2 separate regions of the Mus musculus genome follow, and region 1 is linked to region 2. Evidence: chromatin contacts called from public Hi-C data. All regions are on one chromosome and are shown on one strand. Each heading gives the region's core, a stretch centred on a gene start, on an enhancer-like site or on the middle of the called end of the contact. The rest is flanking DNA. Distances are from core to core; before and after follow the strand shown. Region 1 has its middle 31 kb from the start of Gm41353. Region 2 overlaps Rbfox2 (RNA binding protein, fox-1 homolog (C. elegans) 2).

Region 1 (4,782 bases), core at 496-2,995, 220 kb after region 2:
CTGTCCTGTCCATGTCTCCCCTCCCCCCACACCCTGTCCTGAGTCCTCTGCACTCCTCCTCCCACCTGGTGCTGCAATTCAGACCACAGAGGAGAAAGTCCGAGATCAGAACTGGAGACGCAGGACGGGAATTAGCTGGGGGCAGCGGAGACACTTTGGAAGATGAAGTAGAAAGTAATGTGAGGTATATGGCCATAGAGCTTACAGAGTGCATGTGTGATGTCCATGCTCACAGAGTTTACAGTGGATGTCTGCATCTATTTTACATATTACTTTGTCCTAGCAGCGATATTTTGAGGAAGGCTGGAAGGGAATCTTTTTCTTTTTCCCCTCCTCATTTTATAGATGTGAAGTCTGAGACTCAGAAAGGTTAAGTTACTTGCTTAAGGTCACACAGCCAAGATCAGGGCAGGCATTCAATCCCTTTCGCTCCTTGACTCCGGGCGTTTATAACTTGAGCTTATGGTACTGAGTGGGACAGCAAATGCCAGTCAGCGCTTCAGCGATGCCGGTCAACGGTAGCGACAAAACGTGTTCCTATTAATACTTCCATTGTCTGCCTCCTCTACAGAGACCCATTGTATGTCTGTCTAGGGACTTCCTGTCCTGATGGGGGCAAATCCAGTCAGTCAATCTTGTTCATGCAGTTGTCTGCCTTTCCTGTTGGGGCCACATTTGGAGCGGATAAGGGACAGGAGAAGAAATGAAGGAAGGCGCACGAGAAGAGCCTGGAGATGGAGATGCTTTGCTGTTCCACGCTGCAGGGGTAACGGGTTTCCTCTCAGTATTCCACGGCCATGATACTCTCTGCCTCTCCTCATCTCTTGGGCTTCAGCCTGTCAAGGTGGGGATGGGAAGGCTTGCAGAGCGCATGGTAAGAGCTAAGCTGACACTGGAACCATAGAGAGGCGGTGGGGGGAAACAGTGGACTGCAAACTGCTGACATCGTTCCTCTTCTGGGTATGCGGCAAGGATCCCACAAAAGAAAAGCGGTGGGTGAGGCTGGAACCACAGGGGAGAATCCAGCAGGGGGCGCTCTGCCAGCGGACCTGCCCTGCTTCCCTTGCCTGGAGCCCCCTCTGACCCTGTAGGAAGCGGACCTGCCCAGCTTCCCTTGCCCGGAGACCGTGTAGGAAGTGCCTTCTATCAGGGTTTCCTGAGCGGATGACACTTGCCCCTCCCTTGATGGATAGCCCCATAGCTTTTTCTTGCCCCTAATGTGGCCAGATGTTCTCCCTAGGTCGCGTGGAGACACAGCAAAAAGGTCTGGGGCTCAGGAAACCAAGGGCTCTGAGCTGTCCTGGCTTTGTGCCTGAACAAATAAATCACTTGACTTTCTTAGGTCTTGGCTCGCTTTCTGTGATATGGGGAGCCTGTCAAGATATCTCAGGGTGGCAGGGGATGGGACATGGTGGGAAGGGGCAGCTGCTCACTGGCTAGTCGCCACCGTAATTGTCACTGTTACCAGCATAAAGGAAAGGCTTCTGGAGCCTTAGGGCCCAGAGGGAGGGAGGAAAGGGTTACGGGAGCAGAGGATACCCCCTCCACACTTCCCTCTCTGTACCTGAGAGCCAAAGGAAAGATCGGGAAGGTTTGGAAAGGCAGGAAAGCCGGACAGGCTCAGAGAATATAGGCTGGGTCTGGAAGAGCCTGCCCTTTTTCTCGGGGTCCTCCCCTTCCAGCTCTATCCATGGCCGGCAACTTCCTCCTAGGCTGTGCTATTGTGGCAGCGGGCATGTTTCTTTTTCAGTGTGTTTGGGAGGCAGGATCAAGGTGGAGAATCTCCAGTTACCAGCATTCCTGAAACAGATCCAAAAGAGGCCGGCCTGACAGAAGGCAGAGACACCCGCGGAAAGGGAGAGGGGCTAAAGGGGCTGGAGGACGGAGCTAATCCAGCCTCCTTGGTCCAGTTTTATAGTTGTTCCCAGGCCTTCTCTAGTGTCACCAAAATGGAGTAGAGCCACTGTCTTCCCTGGGCTCAAGTTTGAGGACAAAGGTTAGAGATCAGGGTGTGACCCCAGCCTTTACGAGTGTGCTCACATCCTGAGCCCTAGGTTGGGTGGGCCTTTCAAAAGGCTTGTGTTGCCCCGAGGGCAGGAAAACTAAGGCTCCCCCTCCCAAAGATCGGCCTTCTCCATGTGTGTGAGAGTATGCACAAAGCTGGGTCATGTACTTCTACTATCCTGCCTGGAGGATCCCAGGCAGCTTGTGAGTTGTCTGTTAGACTAAGGACAGTGTGGCTCTAGGGCACATGGAATACATTATCTTCCCTATTTTTCCAATGAAGACATCAAGGGTCAGAGAGGCCAAGCGACCTCACTGAGGTCGCAGGCACAGTTGACTGGAGCTCTGGGACCCTGATCCTCTCTCTGGCTCAGGGAGTTCCTCTCAGGTTTGCAGGGCTCTGACCTTATAGATTTTGCTGCCTTTGAAAACAGCTCAAATCCCAGCGGCCCCAGGGAATGTCACGTCCCAGATGCAGGCACAGCATCCGTGGCTTGCCTTGAATTCTGGCTGCCTGTTTATGTCTTGGCTTTGCCCAAGTAGATCAGTTAGTTAAATTGATGGGTTTGAGTGATAGACTCAGGCTCTGGGCTGGGTTTGAATCCTGTTATCTCAGCTATTGGCTGACCCCTTCGAGATCAGTTAAGAATGCAAGTATAGAAAAGAAAAAGACGGTAAGTATGAGTGTGTGTGTGTACATGTGTGAATGTGAGTGTAAATGTGTGTATGTGTGTATATGAGTGAGTGTGAGTGTGTATGTGTGTATGAGTATGTGAATGAGTGTGTCTGTGTATGTGTGTGCATGAGTATGTAAGTGTGTATGAATGAGTGTGAGTGTGAATGTGTATATGCGTGTATGAGTAAGTGTGAATGTATGTGTATGAGTGTGTGAGCAGGTGTGAGTGTGTATATGTGTGAATGAGTGAGTTTGACTGTGTATGTATGTATGTGAGTATGTGTAAATGTGTGTATGTGGGCATGAGTGAGTGTGAGTGTGAATGTTTATAAGTGTGTATATGAGTAAGTGTGTATCATTGTGAGTGTGTGTCTGAGTGAGTGTATCTATGAGTAAGAATGTGTGTATGAGTATTTGTGTGTATGAGTGTGTGAGTGTATGAATGTATGAGTGAGTGTGTGTGTGTATGAATGTGAGTGTATGTAAGAGTGAGTGTGTATATGTGTATATGAATGCGTGTGAGTGTGTGTATGTATGAGTGAGTGTGAGTGTGTGTGTGTGTGTGTGTGGGTGTGTGTGTGTGTGTGTATGAGTGTGAGTATGTGTTTTCTAGATTTCCCCTGGTCGGAAATGATCCACAAGGATGGTGCTCAGCCTGCCGCAGCATCCTATGGTCTCCAGTTTGGGCTCCACAGACTCTCCTGAGCTTTGGTTTGACTCTCCCAGTTGTGAAAGAGTATCAGCTCCTCTCCTCAGCCTTTGAGTTTAGACACCACTGTCCCAGGCAGCTCAGAATGTGCCACAGCCCAAGCAGCTTAAACGACACGGATGCAGTTCTCAGAACTCGAGGGCAGACAAGCCAGGTCAAGGAGCTGGCTAATTTGGTTCCTGAAGGAATGAAGTGAAGGCCTCCTTTTGCTTCTTGCTTTAACCTCACAGAGCTAAGGGAGAGGTCACCTCTCCGGTGCCTCTCTAAAGAGCACTAATTAACCCACAGGAGAGACTCTGCCTCAGCAAATAAAATGGAATCAATCAAAGAAGACACCAGACATTAACCTCTAGCCTCCAAATGAATGGGCACACACACACACACACACACACACACACACACACACACACACACAGGAACAATCATACATATAACCACTCCACACACCCATACAAATGCAAAAGTAAAAAAAAATTGTATACGTAATATAAAAAATAGTTTAAAGAATAATGCAGGATACTCCTATGTAGATACTACTGGTGTGAGAAAAAAATTTCAATATCCTTAAATTGTATTTATATGCTTATTTTATTCATGTGCATGTATGTAATTTTACGTGTGCCACGTGTTTATGTGTCCACGGTGGGCAGAGGGTGTCAGATCCCCTGGAACTGAAGTTATAGGCAGTGGTACACCACCTTGTGGGTGCTGGGAACCAAGCCTGTGTCCTCTGCAAGGCCAGTAAGTGCTTTTAACCGTAGCCCCTCTCTTCAGCCTCCAGCGTTTCGGTATCTTTTTTTTTTTAAGAAGAGTTCGTCTTTTTTTTTTTTTTTAAGATTTATTTATTTATTATATGTAAGTACACTGTAGCTGTCTTCAGACATACCAGAAGAGGGCGTCAGGTCATGTTACAGATGGTTGTGAGCCACCATGTGGTTGCTGGGATTTGAACTTCGGACCTTCGGAAGAGCAGTCGGGTACTCTTACCCACTGAGCCATTTCACCAGCCCCCAGCGGTTCGGTATCTTAAGTGAGTCGCATGCCTCTCCATCATGGCTCCACCCACTCACTCTGCATGGCTGTGCCAACATCTCTTTGCTTTACATTAATTTTTCTTATCTGCCTTTGATGCAGCGCCATCTATGTAATGAGCCGTCTATGGCTCATGACTGTTTTCAGTTCATATAAATAGCCTATTCCCTTTAATCATTTTACTTTGCCGTATACTATTCTAGTCCATGACTATACATGCCTTTTAATCTAGTTCTACATTCGGTTACTAGAGGCTATTTGGATTGTATCCATACATGTGTATACTTATGTATGTGTGTATATATGTGTGTGTTGTATATGTGGTGGTAACTGGGCATGTAAGTGCTGATAGAGCCCAGAG
Region 2 (4,651 bases), core at 787-3,286:
TGTTCTGATAAATCTTTTTTAAAAAGTTCCTAAATATTCATTATAGTCTTATCACCCTTGTGATATGTGAGATGTGGAAGATGGGTTGGTAAGCCACAGCACTGCTGTTTCTAGTAATTTTTTGGCTGGGTCTCTTTAAGTGACAAGGGCAGGCAAGTGAGGAAGTTATGGTGTGCCCAGCAGAGCAGCAGGTATGGAGACAATTCCATAACTATGTGCCACAATAGTATCTTGGCTCCTACATGGTCTAAAGACATTTTTTTTTTCCTATTGTCTGAGTGTAGCATTCTGTGGCAACTCTTGATTTTCAAACTAGGAAATGAATAACCTACTTGCCCACACTGAGACAGCCAAACTACTCAGAGGCATCGAAACTCAGAAGGTGAAAGATACAAAACATTCTTGTTATGAGTACACTGACAAAGGATGTGGGTATTTTATGTAAACTTAATGTATTCTACCTACTTTTTAGGTTTTGAGGAAGACAAGACTCATGGGTGCCTGAGAAGTGAAAGTCTCTAATGACAGACCAGGAGCATGCTAATGACAGCTATGATGCAGGCTGAAGGTAAGAGGACCCAGCGACATAAAACATCAAAGAACTGAAGCAGCCCAGCTGGCTGGTAAGTGCCACACGTTGGTTGTACTGATAGCAGGCCAACGACCTGCAAGGCACCATTCAGAGTTATCATTAGATAAAGGCAAGTCTAAGTGTTAGTAAGTCAACCATGAGAAAGTGGCTTTGATTCCAGAGAGATGGGACACAGCAAAGCAAAGGCCCTATGAGGATGGAGGGAGGTTGAGCTCCTGTCACTAGAGTGTGTGCTGAGACCTGCCCACAGTAGACTTGGCTAATGTATGAAGAAATGCTATTTCCTCAGTGTTCTACCTTTAACTCACCAGCAACTCTGTGCCACACTCTTATTCATCAGAAAATCAAACTCCAACTTTACAGTGACATGCTACTGGGCCTTACATCTAGGCCCACTACAGCTGAGTCTCTACCAAGCTCACACTGAGCATGGTTGTTTCAGAAGAGCCTTGTTCACACCAAATACACTGCACTCAGAACATCATGCTGTAACTTTAAGCATGTACCAAGTTTATCATCAACAGAAAGGCTTCGATGTACAATCTTACTTCTACTCTCTATTTTTTAATGACCGGGTTTAGCTGTGCTATTCAGGCTGGTCTCCAACTTGATTTTCCTGCACCTGTGTCTTAAGGGCTGGGATTATAAGGATTGCACTACAAGCCCGATCCCTTTCAACTTTACGTTACAAAGTATATCCTGTGGATTTATACCTATTAGTATTTACCATTGTGAGAAATATTTTAAAACAGAAATTTACATAGCAGTCACAAGCCTACTGTTTTCATTTTTATGAAAAGTTAACTATTTTCCAAAATAACACTTAGTTAAATATTAGTGATCTCCACAACATGAGCATTTGTTCTGTTTGATACGTTGTTCTGACCCATAGACTGCTGAGAACAGTCCTCTTGGAAAACTGTGGGTTATTATCTTCGATAACATACCCACATTTGACAAGTGGTGGCTTCTCGCTGGTGATGGACTCTGGGGCCTATCTCACATGCACTAAGGAGGCAAACATTCGACCACTGAGCTAGCATGCTCAATAGCAGTCTCTAGAAGGCTGATGGCAATGTCAAACCAGGCCAATAAACTTCTCAGGCTATTTCTTAAGCTACTGTTGACTAGACAACCAAGTAACTTGTGTGCATCTTTCATTCATGCGTGATTTTATAACATTCAATATTTGTAAATGGTGAAAACTATTGGTTTACTTCTATCTTTCTAGGTTTTTCAAGATAGGGTTTTTCTGTGTAGCCCTGACTATACAGGAACTCCCTGCCTCCTGAGTGCCAGGACTAAAGGCTTGTGCAACACTTAGTTAAATATTAGTGACATTGGACATTTCACTGCATTTCACCGAACCGCCCATCACCTTATTTGCTAATATCTGTACTGATCCCATTGGGAAACTCTTCAAAGTACAGCCAGAGATCCCTAATGACAGGCACACAGAGTGTGGGGCAATCTCATTGCTGTGCAAACATCAAAGCTAGATACAACAGCCCACTGTATACTTAGGCTTTAGAGCAATGGTTCAACCTTCCTAATGCTGCGACCCTTTAATATATACAGTTCCTCATGTTGTGGTGGCCCCCAACCATAAAATTATTTTCATTGCTGCTTCATCACTGTAATTTTGCTACTGTTATAAATCATAATGTAAATATGATATGTAGATGGTCTTAGGTAATCACTGTGAAAGAGTTGGTCATTGGACCCCTGGAGGGGACGTGACCCACAGGTTGAGAACCTGATCTTCCAGCAGGACTCTGTGGCACCTATGTCACTGGATTAGAGAAATTTTCTGATTCCACTATAATACTCTTTTTCTTCTTAAAGACAGGGTCTCATTCTATAACCCTGGCTGGTCTGGAACTTGCTACATAGATCAGGCTTGCTTCAGACACAGAGACCTGCCTGCCCCTGACACACCCAGCCCTGAGATAATATTACAGGACCACGGCCCTCCATCTGGCCCATCACTGACTAGGGTGTTGCCATACTGTTTCTGAGTATACTTAAGATCTATAAAGCTCATTGGGGGCATAACATTTTCTGATATTTGTGGGGAAGTTTAAATGTTGCTCATAGCAGCTTTGATCAATTTCCTCCTTAAAAAGACAAGTCTAGTCATTCTCAAGAGAATGTCTACCACATATTCAAGTGAGAATGAGTCTGCCCACCAGTGGTTCTTGTATGGAAAGACAGCAGTGAGTTCAGTCTGTAGTTCCATCACAATGCTCTTGCTGGTGGCAAGGAAAGCATTTTGAATAGAAAATAGATGGTATGAGCACCTTTCATTCTCCTACAGGGAATATGAAAAGGACCAGTTACCCACTGTTTCACCAAGGACCTTCTTGGGTTTTCTTTTGTTCTGTGCATGTGTGACATACTGCCACCAGCATGGTTTACTATCACTGTTTGGATTCCTGCTAGGCACTGGTAATTTGACCGACTATCGCTTTTGGACTGATGGCAAAAGCCAACAAAGGCAGTGAAATGGCAGGTGTTACATTGTAAACGCATGGAAACTGTTTAACCCAGCGGTCCCTCTAACAAAGTCTTGGGAACTGCCAGTGATCTGTGACCACACACAAATGCCCCATCCTGCATTCTCCTCCAACCCACTGCAGGCTTGTTATCCATCCATCCATCTATCTAACCATCCATCCATCTTTAAATATCAGGTATAGGGGATACAGGACCTGTCTCTTACTCTATATGTGTCTCATGTTCACAGAGGTCAGATGAGATGGAACTAGAACTTAAGTTATGGTGGTTGTGAATCACCAAGTACATACTAGAAATTGAACCTGAGTCCTCTGCAAGAGCAACAAATACTCTTAGCTGCTGAGCCAACTCTCCAACCCCAATAGTGTATTTCTAAATCTTACTACCAATCAGTCACAGAAGCTAATTATACCGTTGAGGTCTCTCTCATTAAAAGTGTTTTGTTTTGAAAAAGGGTAGACATTAGGCTTTTGAGAAAAATATAATTCAGTAGGTAGAATTTTAAAACCTGACTACTTCAAATGCTTTGGCTACTTAAGCTTGCTGTCCTTTAGAAATATTTGCAATGTAATAACTGGATTCCTGTCTTCTCTGTAGGCCAGGAGGCAGCCCCTAACTGGCTGGTGCTTTTGCCAGTGCATAACAAGAGACCAATGACCATCAAAACAAACTTAAAACTCTTAAAGGCAGACCAAATTTCTAAAATTCATTTAAAAAACAAACACTCTAGAACTCAGTGCTCAGTTCTTATCTTTAAATGAGAAGTCCTTTCTTTTCAACATGACAGGACTATCCAACCCAACCCAAGCAAGAGCTGGACTCAACAGCACAGCTCATAGCAATAAGCAGCATAAACACCAGCCAGGCATGGTAGTACACCTCAATACCAGGACGCAGAGGCTGAGGTAGAAGAATCTTTAGTTTAAGGCCTATCTGGGCTACAAAGTCAGCCTTGCCTCAAAAATCCCAGGCTGGGGATGTAACTCAGAGGTAAGCATTTGCCTAGCTATCAAATGCAACGTCCTGGGTTAATTTGTGGCACCGCCCATAAATGAGAAGACCTGAAGTGTTCATGAATTTCTAGTTTATGCTCGATGTACTCCAGGTCAGGTGGCTGCACTAGCTTCATTTCACAGAGAAGGAAAGTGAAACCCAGAGATAATGTGATTTACTAAAGACACTCTTTGACCAATACATGGCTAGCTACCTGCCTACTTACTTTACTGGTCCAATTCTGCACTCTTGAACTCATTTTTCTCTACACAGCCACCATGACCTCTAGTGCAAACCACACAGGACTCACTATAGCTGTGGCCACTCTCACTCCAGCTCCTGTACTCCTGCTGCCTAGGCTGTAAGATCACATTCTACTCATTTCATATCCTTCCTCAAAACCTCCAAGTCCCCTCTCCCCCAGTCTTATCGCAGTGTCCAAAAGCTCTTACCAACTTGTGCTCAAAGGATTTTTCTCCTACAGGCCTTCATCAAAACCCTGAACTTTGTCCAAATGGGAATCCATGCTTTGGTCTAGACATTTTGATT

What was found. A called contact is a pair of places that touch in the nucleus more often than the background predicts.
Region 1: a contact with region 2 is called in a Hi-C map of liver, with 2.1 times the contacts expected there. The contact joins two enhancer-like sites. A contact is called at or near these places in 2 of 15 datasets of contacts at CTCF or cohesin (embryonic stem cells and stem cell-derived epiblast-like cells), 6 of 484 Hi-C or Micro-C datasets (the G1E-ER4 cell line, embryonic fibroblasts, embryonic stem cells and 3 more), 18 of 115 datasets of contacts at active chromatin or transcription factors (craniofacial prominence, embryonic basal ganglia, embryonic hindbrain and 8 more) and 2 of 9 other capture datasets (adipose tissue and pancreatic islet).

What each region holds. Positions count from the first base shown.
Region 1 is chr15:77,342,571-77,347,352 of GRCm38.p6, forward strand. No RefSeq gene overlaps it. Among named protein-coding and RNA genes, the nearest start is that of Gm41353, 31 kb to the right of the region's middle. Within about 2 kb of position 1,746, at least 123 of the 459 cell types and tissues checked have an H3K27ac peak or open chromatin away from gene starts, as enhancers often do. A contact at or near this core is called in liver, where this site is marked.
Region 2 is chr15:77,122,590-77,127,240 of GRCm38.p6, forward strand. The region is part of intron 3 of Rbfox2 (RNA binding protein, fox-1 homolog (C. elegans) 2); the gene reads right to left. Among named protein-coding and RNA genes, the nearest start is that of 1700109K24Rik, 41 kb to the left of the region's middle. Within about 2 kb of position 2,037, at least 11 of the 459 cell types and tissues checked have an H3K27ac peak or open chromatin away from gene starts, as enhancers often do. A contact at or near this core is called in liver, where this site is marked.